Regions from separate parts of the Sus scrofa genome. Here regions 1, 2 and 3 are each linked to region 4. The links are chromatin contacts, called in public Hi-C and HiChIP or PLAC-seq maps. All regions are on one chromosome and are shown on one strand. Each heading gives the region's core, a stretch centred on a gene start, on an enhancer-like site or on the middle of the called end of the contact. The rest is flanking DNA. Distances are from core to core; before and after follow the strand shown. Region 1 has its middle 23 kb from the start of SELRC1. Region 2 holds the start of TXNDC12 (thioredoxin domain-containing protein 12). Region 3 holds the start of KTI12 (protein KTI12 homolog). Region 4 holds the start of ORC1 (origin recognition complex subunit 1).

The links. Hi-C and Micro-C count contacts between places; a contact is called where the count stands out from the background. HiChIP or PLAC-seq counts read pairs in DNA pulled down with a chosen protein or histone mark.
Region 1: an H3K27ac HiChIP or PLAC-seq map of skeletal muscle shows a contact between it and region 4. The contact joins the enhancer-like site here to the promoter of ORC1 in region 4. A contact is called at or near these places in 6 of 47 Hi-C or Micro-C datasets (alveolar macrophages, embryonic fibroblasts, fibroblasts and 2 more) and 1 of 2 datasets of contacts at active chromatin or transcription factors (skeletal muscle).
Region 2: a Hi-C map of liver shows a contact between it and region 4, with 2.5 times the contacts expected there. The contact joins the promoter of TXNDC12 here to the promoter of ORC1 in region 4. A contact is called at or near these places in 1 of 5 promoter capture datasets (liver), 4 of 47 Hi-C or Micro-C datasets (heart right ventricle, liver and skeletal muscle) and 2 of 2 datasets of contacts at active chromatin or transcription factors (alveolar macrophages and skeletal muscle).
Region 3: a Hi-C map of embryonic fibroblasts shows a contact between it and region 4, with 2.5 times the contacts expected there. The contact joins the promoter of KTI12 here to the promoter of ORC1 in region 4. A contact is called at or near these places in 1 of 47 Hi-C or Micro-C datasets (embryonic fibroblasts) and 1 of 2 datasets of contacts at active chromatin or transcription factors (alveolar macrophages).

The regions. Positions count from the first base shown.
Region 1 is chr6:159,533,153-159,536,745 of Sscrofa11.1, reverse strand. No RefSeq gene overlaps it. Among named protein-coding and RNA genes, the nearest start is that of SELRC1, 23 kb to the right of the region's middle. Within about 2 kb of position 1,770, at least 23 of the 83 cell types and tissues checked have an H3K27ac peak or open chromatin away from gene starts, as enhancers often do. A contact at or near this core is called in skeletal muscle, where this site is marked.
Region 2 is chr6:160,134,974-160,138,307 of Sscrofa11.1, reverse strand. TXNDC12 (thioredoxin domain-containing protein 12) reads right to left here and starts at 1,564. Exons shown (of 8, transcript XM_021096661.1): 1 at 1,328-1,564; 2 at 820-1,201. The coding sequence starts at 913. It overlaps BTF3L4 (transcription factor BTF3 homolog 4), which reads left to right and starts at 2,101. Exons shown (of 6, transcript XM_021096654.1): 1 at 2,101-2,221.
Region 3 is chr6:160,153,114-160,156,563 of Sscrofa11.1, reverse strand. It overlaps KTI12 (protein KTI12 homolog), which reads right to left and starts at 1,650. Exons shown (of 1, transcript XM_021096660.1): 1 at 1-1,650. The coding sequence starts at 574. TXNDC12 (thioredoxin domain-containing protein 12) reads right to left here. Exons shown (of 8, transcript XM_021096661.1): 3 at 3,245-3,305.
Region 4 is chr6:159,817,611-159,820,826 of Sscrofa11.1, reverse strand. It overlaps ORC1 (origin recognition complex subunit 1), which reads right to left and starts at 1,525. Exons shown (of 17, transcript XM_005665420.3): 1 at 1,198-1,525. It overlaps PRPF38A (a long non-coding RNA gene), which reads left to right and starts at 1,575. Exons shown (of 10, transcript XR_002345201.1): 1 at 1,575-1,917.

The sequences.
Region 1 (3,593 bases), core at 521-3,020, 280 kb after region 4:
GGAAATGAATCCGACTAGGAACTGTGAGGTTGCGGGTTCCATCCCTGGCCTCGCTCAGTGGGTTAAGGATCCGGTGTTGCTATGAGCTGTGGTGTAGGTCGCAGATGCAGCTCAGATCTGGTGTTGCTGTGGCTGTGGTATAGGCTAGCAGCTGCAGCTCCGAATTGACCCCTGGCCTGGGAACTTTCATGTGCCGCAGGTGCGGACCTAAAAAGACAAAAAAAAAAAAAAAAAAGAATTTGAAGGCAGTAATAGCAGAGCATTAACCTGAGTATGGGGCCCTGTGCAAATACATAGGTGGCACGTCCATGAAGCCTCCCTGGAACAGCGCCCTGCATCTTCAGCTCTTCATGCCCCCCATGCCCCCCACCCCACAGCCCATCCTATCATGTGTCCTTATGGAGCCTGGGAAGCTCCTGGCACACCTGAGAAATACAGGAAGCATTTGGTACCAAGAGGGTTAGAGCCCACTTGGGTCTGGAGTCTACCAAGATTTGAACGGACCTTGAACCTCACTGGCTGAAAGATGCCGTCTCTCCCCTCCCTCCTTGGCTCCCTCTGTCAGACAGCCCTCTGGTTTAGTAGATGGTGGTACAAACATCTGACTAGGAACTGGGAACTTACCACTGCCTTGCTAGACAACCGGAGGCATTCCACATGCTCTCTGGTGTCAGTTTCTTTACCTATTAAATGAAATGGTTGAATTCAGTATCACATGAAATATTTTTTCACTGAATACTGACCGGGCAAGTTCACACTAGAATAATCATATCATTAAACTGACTACTGATATTCCAGACAGCATTATATTACCAGATATATGACCCACTGTATATTCCTCCTTTTAACCCCCATGACAATCCTATAAGGTATTTTTCTAGAACTCTAAACACAAACTTGACAGGTAGTGATTTTTGTCTGCTTTTTTCTTTTTAAAATTTTATGATTCTTTGCCTTCTTTTTCACGGATGTATCCCAGTTGCTAGAACAATGTCTGGCACACAGTAGGTGCTCAGAAGCTATGTGTGGAACAGATGACTGAGGAAACAGGCTCAGAGAGGCCGGGGTGTGGTTTGTCCAAGGTCTTATCATTAGGAAACACCAGAGCCAGGATTCTAATCCTGCCTGGCTCCAAAGTCTATGCTTATGCTTATTCACCTGCTGTGTGTGTGTGTGATTCTCATTTTACAGATGAGGAAATAGGCTCTAGTGAATGGGGATCTCTGCTGGCTCTCAAATCCTGCGTTTCTAAGCACATGGGCCCCACTTTGCAGGAATAACAATTCTTTGAAAGCTGATGTCACTTGTCGCCTCTGCCCAAGACTCTTCTGAGGTCTCCAGAGTACCATTCTCACAGAAGCAAGGTCACTGGCAAAGGCATACCAGGCTCAAGTCCTGCTCTGTTCATATTCACTGCAACCTTAGGCAAGTTCTCTCTCTCTGAGCCCCAATTTCCTCATCTGTAAAATGGGCTCCATACGCCCTAAACCTCCCTCCAAGGAACTTCCCTCCTCTAGGAGGGGCTACGCACACGATAGGCCCTTAATAAAGGTGGCTGTTATTACCCTACCCCAGAGCAGCTTCAAGGTCAAAGCTTGCTGCCACTGACAGCCAGAGCCTGCCGGGGCCTCCTGGAACCTGATCGGAGCGCACCGGCTCAGGGAGAGTAGGGTCAGCTGCTGCTATTCTTGGAGCTGATGGAACCCAGCCGGGTTTCAAGTTCCCTCAGGGAGCCCCAGCCCAGGCAGTTCAGCTGGTCATGTGCGCAGTGAGCTCTGACCTCAGCATGTTCTGGGCCCTGCACACAGCCCAGGCTGGAGAGAACCCTGGAGCACAGCGTGTGCTGCCGGGAGACACGTCCTCCTGAAGCTGACCTCAGCCATTCAACTATGTTCACAAGCATCTGCTGGGTGCCCAGAAGGGCTTTGGGTGCTATTTGGGGAATCTCCCAGAGACTGCAAAGAATCTTCAACATCTGGATGACAGGCAGCCTTAGACAGAGGAAAGAGGGATTAGGAGCAGGCAGAACTAAATTTTAATCCCAGCTGTACTACTTGCTGGGTCTATGTCTCTTTACAAGCCGCCCTATCTGGGCTTCAGTAGGTCTGAAAAAGAGTGAGAATAAAAACTGCCTTAGAAGGGTGTTGAGAGAATTAGAGCTTCTGCCACACGGTAGATGCTCGGGAAATGATCACTATTTAGACTGTGAGCTCATGGAGTTCCTATTGTAGCTCACTGCTAATGAACCCAACGAGAATCTATGAGGACGCAAGTCCGATCCCTGGCCTTGCTCCTTGGGTTGAGGAGCAGGTGTCGCCATGAGCTGCCGTGTAGGTTGCAGACTTGGCTCTGACCTGGCATTGCTATGGCTGTGATGTAAGCCAGCAGCTGTAGCTCAGATTAGACCCCTGGCCTGGGAACTTCCATATGCTGCAAGTGCAGCCCTAAAAAGCAAAAAAAAAAAAAAAGACTGTGAACTCAGAAATGACAGGCAACCTGACAGATTCAGCTATGTGTCCAGTGCCCAATCTAGGGCCAGGCAACAGGGGACTCTCAGTGTTGGTTGAGTGAATAATGAATTACAGAGGTACTGAATGGAGATGCCTCATGGGGTGCCCAGCTTTTGCTACACTCACACCTTTACCCCCAACTTCCTTACTGTTATAAGGGACAAGAAGTCTTTGCAGGATTTCAAAGAGGATAGAATTCTTGGTGCCTGTCTTTCAAACCTCATAGATTAACTGGGGAGACAAAGATGAAAATAAGTAATTACAACGGTGAGCAAAAACCATTAGTTCTTAGAATTTCAAGACATTCCCTTTTTTTTTTTTTTGCTTTTTAGGGCCACACCCCGCGGCATATGGAGGTTCCCAGGCTAGGGGTCTAATCAGAGCTGTAGCCATTGGCTTACACCAGAGCCACAGCAATGCCAGATCTGAGCCACATCTGCAACCTACACCACAGCTCACAGCAACACTGGATCCTTAACCCACTGAGCAAGGCCAGGGATTGAATCCGAAACCTCATGGTTCCTAGTCGGATTCATTTCCACTGTACCACAACGGGAACTCCTCAAGATATTCTTAGTATTCCAAGAAAAAAAAATGTGGCACACTTGGGCTTGTGATTTTTAGTCATGTGGATATTAATATTGGTTTGTTGGCATTAAGTTATAGTGAAATGTATTTTAGGGTGCCAGGGTGTTAGGTTCTTCTTTCATTGTTTCAAAACACCTTTTATAAAAAGACATCTTCCTAAATAGAAGCCAAGAAAGAGTACTGATCCTTTCATATGCCAGCTCCAGCTTAGACAGGACCTTTTGTTTTGTTTTCGTTTTTTTTTTTTTAAGGCCACACCCGCGGCATATGGAGGTTCCCAGGCTAGGGGTCCAATTGGAGCTACCGCTATCAGCCTATGCCAGAGCCACAGCAATGTGGGATCCTTAACCCACTGAGCGAGGCCAGGGATCAAACCCAAAACCTCCTGGTTCCTAGTCAGATTCTTTTCTGCTGCGCCACAACAACAACTCCGACAGGAGCTTTTCTTAATAAACCAGTCCAGCCCTGCAGCTTACACCAGTCCTTGGATGTGAG
Region 2 (3,334 bases), core at 315-2,814, 320 kb before region 4:
ATCTCATCACCCACCAATAAAGGTGCAAATAGGGAGGATAAAACAAAATTAAAAACAGCGAGATTGCAGCAGAGATATTCCACATGGTAAGGTCAGGTCAAAAAAAAAAAGTAAGAAGAGGGAAATACATACTATCACACCCACTTAGAAAAAGCATAAACCCTGATCTCCAATAAAGATGTAGGTAGTGGGATAAATGCAGTAGGGAACACCTCTTATTCTCCATTGGTAACCACTGTCCCTCATTCTTCCAAAAAAACCATTTTCTTCAATTACACTGAACCACACCGAGGACAACTGTTGGTGACCCTCTAACATCAGACCTTCGACCCTTTATATGGCCCTTCCTTATGCACCCAGTCACCCTCCCTGGGTGCAGGTTCTGTTCCCTCCAGGTCTGGAGGCAGTAATCTAGCTCTTCAGGTAAGAGGTGAGGAGCGGAATCTTCAGACCCACGAAAAGAATCCAAATATGAAAGTCCACCCTGAGGAACGGTGACGGATGTCTGAGGACCCACCAAGTGCTAGACACTAAGCTGGTTTCTTAAACATGCTTTTCCTAATATACGGGTCATTCCTTACCCCAACCCAAGCATTTAGGGAGGCCTCAAGTACAACTTCCCCAACTCAATATTCCCCAGAACCGCTACTCCCTACCCCAAGAGATCTTCCTCAAACTCCAGGAGCAGTTGGAGAGGATAAAAAGAAATCTAGGGTGGCCAGAGACAGAATGGGAAGGGGATCGTGTTAGGACAAGGAGAGGGTTGTACTGGGCTGGGGCCCAGAATGAGTAAAGATTAAGATAAGAACGCGGTCTGACCCTTTCCAAGCCCAACATGTCCATCAGAAGAGACGAGGAGCAGGAAACTGAAGCCCAGCAAACAGGTGGCCCCGAGACGAGGCCGCGGTTCCATGGTGGTAAGTCCGCGGGGCCCCTGGGCTGAGCAGACGCCGGGCCCGAGTCCTAGCAGATGGTCCGCGCGGTATCCCAAGTGCGGCTCAGCCCAACCCCTCGCTTTCCCAGATTTTTTTTTTTTTTTTTTCCCCTAACCCTGAAGGAAGTGATGTTAGACGGATGTGGGTGGTGCCTCCGGGGTCCGGTCTGGGACTGAGTTTAAAGGTGCAGATCACGTAGAAGGTTGCAGGCGTTGCTTTCGAGCGGTAGTTGCTTCCCCACGGTTCTGGACATTCCGTCCGAGGACCTAGAGAGAAAAGATGGGCCGAGATAGTGGGCGGGTGGGGAGGAGACTCGGGAGAACCGTTGCTGGTGGCGTCCGCCTTCAGGCTAGCCCCTCCCCCCACCAAGAACCGCTGCACTTAATACTCACTACGCAAATTATTGATCGGTGAAGTCAGCCTCTCCCAACTGTTGGGCTGGTTGCCCATTGGTTTCAGGTACCCCATCCCCCTCCGCAAATAAAAAAGACAGATAACCGGATTTCATTCTTAAGTTCCTGCTCGGGTCTCGAGAAGACCTGGCAAACCTGTTCTGCGGTGCAGTCTTGTGCCTGCAAGAATGTCCCTTACGGTTGGAGAAGAAACACTGGACCTTATTTTTTATTCCTTGTAAGCTAAATTCTTCCATTCAGGGATGATGCAACCAACTGATGCAAGCTCCGAGAAAACCAAACTTGTGATTTCTTACTGCAAATCTGACCTAGCTCTGCGGGGCACTGGGGCATAAGTCACTGCAGGCACTTAAAGTGTGAAGCTTCTTCTGATTAAATGTATTTGTTTTTGTTGTTTTTAAACTTTGTGGGTTATTTCTCGATTTTCCTCTCTTGAGGCATAAAAAACGGCTCAAAATTTCCCGTCTCTCCGAGTCTCCACTCTAGTTGAGTCCGACAGTGCGTACTTAATACCTAGCGAAGCATTCGACAAAAGTATACACCCAAACAAAAATACCCATTGCCTTTTTATTAGGCTTCCTATAAACTGCAGGCACGGACACAATGGGACGCCCAGGAGACTGCAAGCTCCAGAAAGCAGCGCGGCGGTCTGCACCTGCCGCGTTTCTGTTGGGAAGCGCAGAGCAGCCTGGGCTTTGTAGTTTGTATATGAGCTTCCAGGATAGGCTGCTCCGGCGAGAGAGAGGCGGGGCCGGGTGTGTCACGTGGGCTCCACTCCCGCCGCCGCGGCTGCCTTCGTCTTTCTCTGTCTCGACTGAGGCAGCCATCTTGCTCTTGCCGCGTGCTGGTGTTGGAGGACCCTCCCTGCTTCAGGTGAGACCCCCGGCGGTCCCGCCACTCCACGGCCATAGGCCGCCGCGCACGGTCTCCCCCCGCCCTTTTCTACCGACACCCGCCAACCGATCGGGCTGCCACTTCCGCGGTGGCGCGCCGAGTGGGGGCGGAGGCGGCTGTCTTGGCCTGTCGGTTAGCGGCGGCGCAGCTGGGGGTCGGCACCTGAGGGAAGGTCCCCAGCACCACCGCTTTCTGTCGGGGCTCGCGGGCCCGCGTTGTTGCAGCCCAGGTCCAGGCCCAGGTGGCAGGTGGTCCCCCGCCTCTGCCCTGTTACTCTTCATTATTCACAGCAATAAGGCTTGAGCTTTGAGCTTTGTACAGCCTATCTGCTGTCATCTCATTTGATCCTCCCACTCGACAGATAGGGAAACCGAGGTTAGCAGCCCCCGCCCCCAACCAAATTCCATTGCTGCGCTCTTCACCTCGTAATGGCAGTATTTGTTTACAAGTGTGCCACCCTCTCCGAGACATTGCCTTGCCCATCCTTGTAGCCCCATCCCACTGCGTGATGCATAGTAGGCTGTCAGGAAGTTGATGATTGACCGACAGGCAGTGTTACAAAGCTAGTGAATTGCGGTTTCAATTTCTGTTCCCACGTTCTTTCACTATACTATGTCTGTACCTTGGGCAATGGTAACAATAGTTACCAGTTTTTGAGTATCTGCTTGAGCCATACCCGGTACTTGATTACTTAATGTTTAACCCGTAAAACAGCTGTGAAGTATGTGTTGTTACACTTTTTCTAATAGGAAGGAATACAAGTTCAGAGAAGTAAAAGAACTTTCTGAAGCCCTAAGTGGAAAAACCTTGATCCTTCGGATTCCAAAGCCTGTGCCTCTCTTATAGAGTAACCCTTCATAATAAAAAGTCAGGATTAAAGATTGAAATTGTTTTATCTCTGTAAATATGATGTCATTGAAAGTGCCTACCATAATGCTTGGAATTTAGGCACTCAGTAAATATTAATTATAACTTAATTATTTACACCCTTTCTTGAATCCTTGAGGAAAGGGCGAAAAGATGCTAGGATCCCCAAGGAAGAATTCACTAATTATATGGCCTTAGGAAGTGACTTCTCCGTTCTGGGCCCTC
Region 3 (3,450 bases), core at 401-2,900, 340 kb before region 4:
ATTCCGTATTCAAGACAGCTAGAAAATCTGACGCCCCGATTTCCTTCTGCTCTGGTTCCTTAAGTACATCTGTCTGGCGTCTCCCGTTGACTACGGAGTCCACTGCCTGCGGTTCCCCGAGAACACTGGTGTCCGCCGGCAGAGGTCTCCCTCCCTCCTCAGCGCGCGGTCTCCAACTCACACTGACGTTCAGGCTCCGATTCTCCTCTACGCCGGCCACCCGCGGTCCTCTGCCCAAACCACCTGGCCGCACGCAGTAGACCACGCACAGCGTGGTGCGCGCCGCCCGAGCCAGGCAATACAGCTCGTAGCGGAAGCCCTTGATGTAGTTAAGCGAGTCGATAATGACCACGTCGTGGCGACTCAAGCGCCGCTCCACGGCAGCTCGCAGGGCCCCACGCAAGGCCTTCTCACGGGCCGAATCGCCGTACACTGTCGCGTCCTCCGCGCCCAGCACCGCCGCTTCGTCCACCACGTATACCGCGCGGCCCTCGGCCGCCAGGGCGCGGCGGAGCTCTTCCGCGCGCCGGCTCTTGCCGGTGTACGGCAGTCCGCAAAACACCACGAGGGGCATCGTCCCAGGAGGCGGCCATGTGCAATTGCGCCGTCAACTTCCGGGTTGCCCGAGTTTCCGACGCAAAACGGAAATGCAAACTGCACTTCCTGCCTCCCACGACTCTTACAGGACCTCTTGTTGCTATGGAAACAGGAATTCTGGCCAACTAGAGCTAGGTCCCGGTCTCTCTGAAAGGAGAGGGAGCTTAGAATGGCTTCCGTTATTTATATAAAATATTACAAGTCTCAGAAGAATGTGATCTCTCAGTGGTCGAGGACTAGGTCCATCCATTTACAATGGGGCCTTAAAGAGCATTAAATATTGCAAAACCATTAGCACTAAGCACATAGAAGGCAGTTCACAAATGCTAATTCCCTTTCATTCCTTACAGCCTGTACACGCAGTAACTGTTTTTCGATAACCACTTCAATCATTAAACATCTTCATGATTGGGGATTTAGAAATGAACATAAAACAGTTCCCCCATAGGAGGCCAAAGGTCTGCATGGGAAAAATCAGGTACCTACTAGCAGAATAATATACACGCTAATGGATAGAGGTAGGTTGAGGTGTAAAAGAGAAAAACAAACTGCCCACAGATATTACTGAAGACTTTACCTAGGAATAGTCCTATTTCTTCTGGGTAAGGTTACCAGATAAAGTATAGGATACCTAGTTAAATCTGTATTTCAGATAATCAACAAAAAATGTTTTAAAAATAAGTATGTCTCAGAGTTACCACTGTGGCGCAACAGGGATTTGCAGCATATTTGCAGTGCTAGGACACAGACTGGATGCCTGGCACAGTGGGTTAAAAGATTCATGTAGGGAGTTCCCATTGTGGCTCAGCAGAAATGAATCTGTCTAGGAACCATAAGGTTGAGGGTTCAATCCCTGGCCTCGGTCAGTGGGTTAAGGATCTGGCATTGCCGTTAGCTGTGGTGTAGGTCACAGATGCGGCGTGAATCTGGCATTGCTGTGGCTCTGGCTTAGGCCAGCAGCAACAGCTCCGATTCAACCCCTAGCCCGGGAACCTCCATATGCTGCGGTGTGGCTCTAAAAAGACAAAAGACCAAAAAAAAAAAAAAAAAAAAAAAAAAAATCCAGTGTTGTTGCAGCTGCCACATAGGCAGATCTGATCACTGGCCAGGGAACTCCATATGCCCAGTGGAGGTGCCAAAAGAAAAAGAAAAAAAAAAAAAATCAATATATAAAAACAAGTGTGGGAGTTCCCGTCGTGGCGCAATGGTTAATGAATCCGACTAGGAACCATGAGGTTGTGGGTTTGGTCCCTGCCCTTGCTCAGCGGGTTAACGATCCGGTGTTGCCTGAGCTGTGGTGTAGGTTTCAGACTCGGCTTGGATCTGGCATTGCTGTGGCTCTGGTGTAGGCCAGTGGCTACAGCTCTGATTCGACCCCTAGCCTGGGAACCTCCATATGCCGCGGGAGCGGCCCAAAGAAATAGCAAAAAGACAAAAAACAAAAACAAAAAACAAACAAGTATGTCTCAAATATTGCTTGAGCATAATTAGAATTACTTATTGCTTACCTAAAATTCAGTAACTGGGCATCCTTTACTTTTACTTGCTAAATCTGGCAACCTTACTTCTGCAGAAGTAATGAGACTCAGCCATGAAGCTCTGTTCTGAGAAAAGCAAGCACTCTAGCTTGGTAGACACAGAAATATGAGTGTTTCTGTGCAAGTACGTGTGTGTGTATAAAATGCACATATATTGGGTCTCTGTATCTCTCCAATACAGTAGAGTAGAATGTTCAAGTCTTTTTTTTTTTTTGCTTTTTAGGGCCGCACCCACAGTATGTAGATGTTCCCAGACCAGGGGTCGAATTGGAGCTTCAGCGGCCAGCCTATGCCACAGCCACAGCAGTGTGGGATCTGAGCTGCATCTGCAACCTATACTACAGCTCACAGCAACAGCAGATCCTTAACCCCTGAGTGAGGCCAGGGATTGAACCCACATCCTCATGTATACTAGTCAGGTTCATAACCTGCTGAGCCACAAGAGGAACTCTGAGTATGCTCAAGTCTTGGCTTCGCCACTTACTAGCTATGTAAACTACTGTCAAGTTACTTGACTATTCTGTATCTCAGTTTTCTCTCCTGTGAAATAATAATGGTTTTTATTTCACAGGCTAAACCAACCTCATACACAGGTTTTGAAGATAAAAAAATTAATGAATGTAAAGCACATAGATCAGTGTTTAGCCTTTCCTCCCCCGCTCTGCCTTTTCCTCCTCCATCAAATCAGTTTTCTGTGCATATATTAAACCTACATGGAACTTAAGATCATTCAACTTGGGAGTATTAGGCAGCATGGTTTACTGGTGAAGTGTAGGCTCTGAAGCCAGGGTGCCTGGGTCTGAATCAAATTAGCTGTGTGATCTTAGGTAAGTTATTTAACTGCTCTGTGCTTTAGTTTTCTCATCTGTAAAATGAAAGAAATAGTACCCACCTCAAATGAGTTGTTGAGAGAATTAAATGAGTTAATTCATATAATTCAATGCCTGGTATGTTATAAGCACTTAATAAATGTTAGCTATTATTATTGTCATTCAGGCAACTACTCCATTCTTGCTCTGCCTGGCATAATCCTTTGCCTGAAATTAACGTGAAGCTGATGGCTGGAAAGGGTATTTACCATATAAACAACCTAAAACCATATCTTGTACCTGGCAGCTGCTTCTTTCTTCCCATCTTCTAGTGTCCTCCAATGAATGTGATCTCCAAAACCTGGAAGGAAAAAGCCTTATAAACATTCACGCATTAACAAAGGGCAAAGACCCAAGAAAGAAGTGTGGCGTGTTCACAAGATACCCATAAAAAATGTTATCCTTTGTCTACAGTGTGGTGTTTAAGTCCCAACTCCACCACTTTC
Region 4 (3,216 bases), core at 276-2,775:
ACCATTTAATAATCATCCAAATCCAATCTGTGTTAGGCAAAACTACTCTAGGATTACTGAAGATAATTCACTCTGCCACTCCCTTATCCCCTAGGTTTATTTCTAAGGGACAGTGGTTCCTTTCTTCCTTTTTTGCTTTTTAGGGCTGCATTCGCGGCATATGGAAGTTCCCAGGCTAGGGGTCTAATCGGATATACAGCCGCTGGCCTACGCCACAGCCACAGCAATGTGGGATCTGAGCCAGCCGCGTCTCGGACCTACACCTACACCACAGCTCAAGGCAACTCCGGATCCTTAACCCACTGAACAAGGCGAGGGATCGAACTGCAACTTCATGGTTCTTAGTTGGATTCATTTCCACTGTGCCATGACGGGAATTCCTCCTTTCTTTATTTTAAAAAATTATTTGAATGTTATGAAATATATACAATTCAAACAACATTCTGCATTCAATTTCAGGGAATTAATAAATCTTCTAAAGTCCACATATTGCCCTTTGTTACATTAAAAACTGTTGCAGAGGGACTTGATAAACAAAATCTAACATCAGAAACCTCCAATGGCCATCTCAAGCACCCAATACAGCAGGGAAGAGGGTATCAGTTTTATAGAAAATTAAAATCGAAAACTGACATATCTAATCATTACAATTTTGCAGATTAGTAGCCTAGGGTAAGAATCTCGCATCTCATGACTTTTAAGTCCAATCCTTTTTTCAACTGTCAAAAATAGAAGGCCCTTTTATTCCGGGGTTAGACTAGAGAAAGTAAAGCAGGGGCCATAGCACTCTCCTCCTGGAAAGAAGGTGGATACGAGAGAGCCTAGCAGTTAAGAGCAGCTCATCTGGGACTTAGGTAGGAACTCAGGCCGCTTAGTCACGAAAAGGGACTTAGACAAATCTCTCTGCGAACTGCTACACCGTAAAATCGGATAATAACTTCTGCTGTTCCGCCTTCCCCGTGGTGCTTGTTACACTCCGCCGAAAGGAGGAAAAGATGCGAATACCATGCAGATAGAAGGTTCATATGTTTCAGGTCATTACTAGGTCTCAGGGTGCTGAGGACAAGAGCGTACATGCTTCTCTGCTGTTGGCTTCCGGCTTCCCCACTGCAAACTCGCAGTCCCCGACAGAGCAAGGGAGCCTTCAGAAATCCAAAGGTGGAAAGAAAAATGCTCCTACTGGGCTCAGAACAGTACCTGGCACTTAATAGGCGCTTAGGAAGTATCTGCTGAATGGATCAACGTCTGAATGAGTCCGCCGAGAACTCTCCCGCCCGCGGGACGCCACACTCACCGGGGGCCGAAGCTTGCTCGAGCTGGCGCAAGCCTAACGCTTCCCACCGTCTCCGCTTCAGGAGCTCATGGAGTTGCAGCAAATCTAAACTGCCCAGCTGGACTCTTCTCGCAGCTGCCAGTCGTGCAACAGAGCCGAAACTGGCGCCTAGCTAGGAATCCAAAGAAGGTGAGGAAAAGGAAATTCGCGCCAAAAGCCGAGGCCCCGCCCCTAGGCTGTCTCCACGTTCCGTCAGCAGCCTGCCCTCCGGCCCCGCCCATCTAGGGAGGGGACGCGTGACGTACTTCCGCCAACGTGCCCTGGGCCTCGGTCGCGACGCGATTCACGGAAGTTCCTGAAGCAGAAGCGATTCCGGTTTCAAGAGGATCGGCTAAGCTGTTCAGTGAGACTTCCTCCAACTTTCTCAGGCCCTCTCGGGTTGTTGTTGCTTTTTTTTAACCTGGATGTGACGTACTAAAGGAGTCGACGGAAGTAGAACCGAAGGGGTTCTAAAATGGCGAACCGTACGGTAAAGGATGCGCACAGCATCCACGGCACCAACCCTCAGTATCTGGTGGAGAAGATCATTCGGACTCGAATCTATGAGTCCAAGTATTGGAAGGAGGAGTGCTTTGGCCTTACGGGTGAGCAAGAGCGCGTCGACCCCCCCCTTCCCCCACCAGCCCTGGGCGTCCCGTGGCCCAGTTCTAACCTGTCGAATGGGACTGGTCCCGGGGTGGGGGGGGACTGGTCCCGGAGGGTGGGACTGGAGGGAATCTCAGTCTTTCAGAAAAATCTGAGTGCCCACTCTGTGCCTAGTCTTGTGTTGGGCTTTGGGGACCCAAATGGGTCTGATAGGGCCTTTATTCTGAAGGGTGTCAGTTTGGTTCTTTGAGTCATTCCATGTTTAATGGTATCTTGCTAGGTTCCAAACAGTGTTAAAAGTTCAGGGACCCTGAAGATCTTAAAGGAACGTGAATATGCCTGAAACCAAATTCATGATCTTATTATCCCTAAATCTGGCCCGTTTGCACTATTTCCACATTCCGGTCCTGGTATGAATAGAAGCTCTTCAGAGAAACCTTCCAGGCAGTCTGATCTTTGTTGAATTCTGGCTCCTTTTTTGTTCACTGTTCCACCATTGTAAGAGGAACATAATAATATCCACCTCAAAGGTTGAAGGTTTGTTCTAAGGATTAAGTGAAATAATGTATAAAAAGTGTTTGGTATGGTTACAGTATATGTTAATAGAAAGTACTCAGGAATTAGTAGGGGTGGTGCTAATTGTTACCACTGTTAACCACTCCAGTGCTGTTGTTACCGCTCCTGCCAGTTTGTCCACAGAAGATTCATACTGTTTTTATGAGTTGCCATTAAATTTTGGAGTCAAATAAGTTTGCTCCGCGGGCCTTTTCTCATTCCATAGTTTTTTCCTTAGATGATCTCCATACCACAGTTACAGCCTACATATAGATGCCTTCAAATTGATCTCTTCAGCCCAAATTTATATGAATCTAATTCTAAAACGTGCCAACTCAATATGTTTCAAAAGGCAACTCGTGACCTTTTCCCCCAACACTAGGTTACATTCCCTTGTCATATATTTTCATTGATTTCCGTATCTTTCAAATACTGATCCCATTTTAAATTAAATTATGTTTTCAATGCTTTCTGCTTTGCCAGACTGTAAACTCCTTAAGAGCACTGTGTCCTTCTTTACCTGTTATCTCTAGCACTTGGTACCTAACTTTAAGTTGCCAACTGTAATGTGGAATGAATTAATATAGAATTTATACTAAAGGAACTTGAAGTTTGATTTATAAAGTGATTTCCCATTAATAGTGTCTAACATTTGCTGTGTGTCAAGTAAGTATTATCATGTATTCGTATTGTCTCATTTGAGTTCACTATAGGCCTTAACGTTGTACTTTTATTATTCAAAT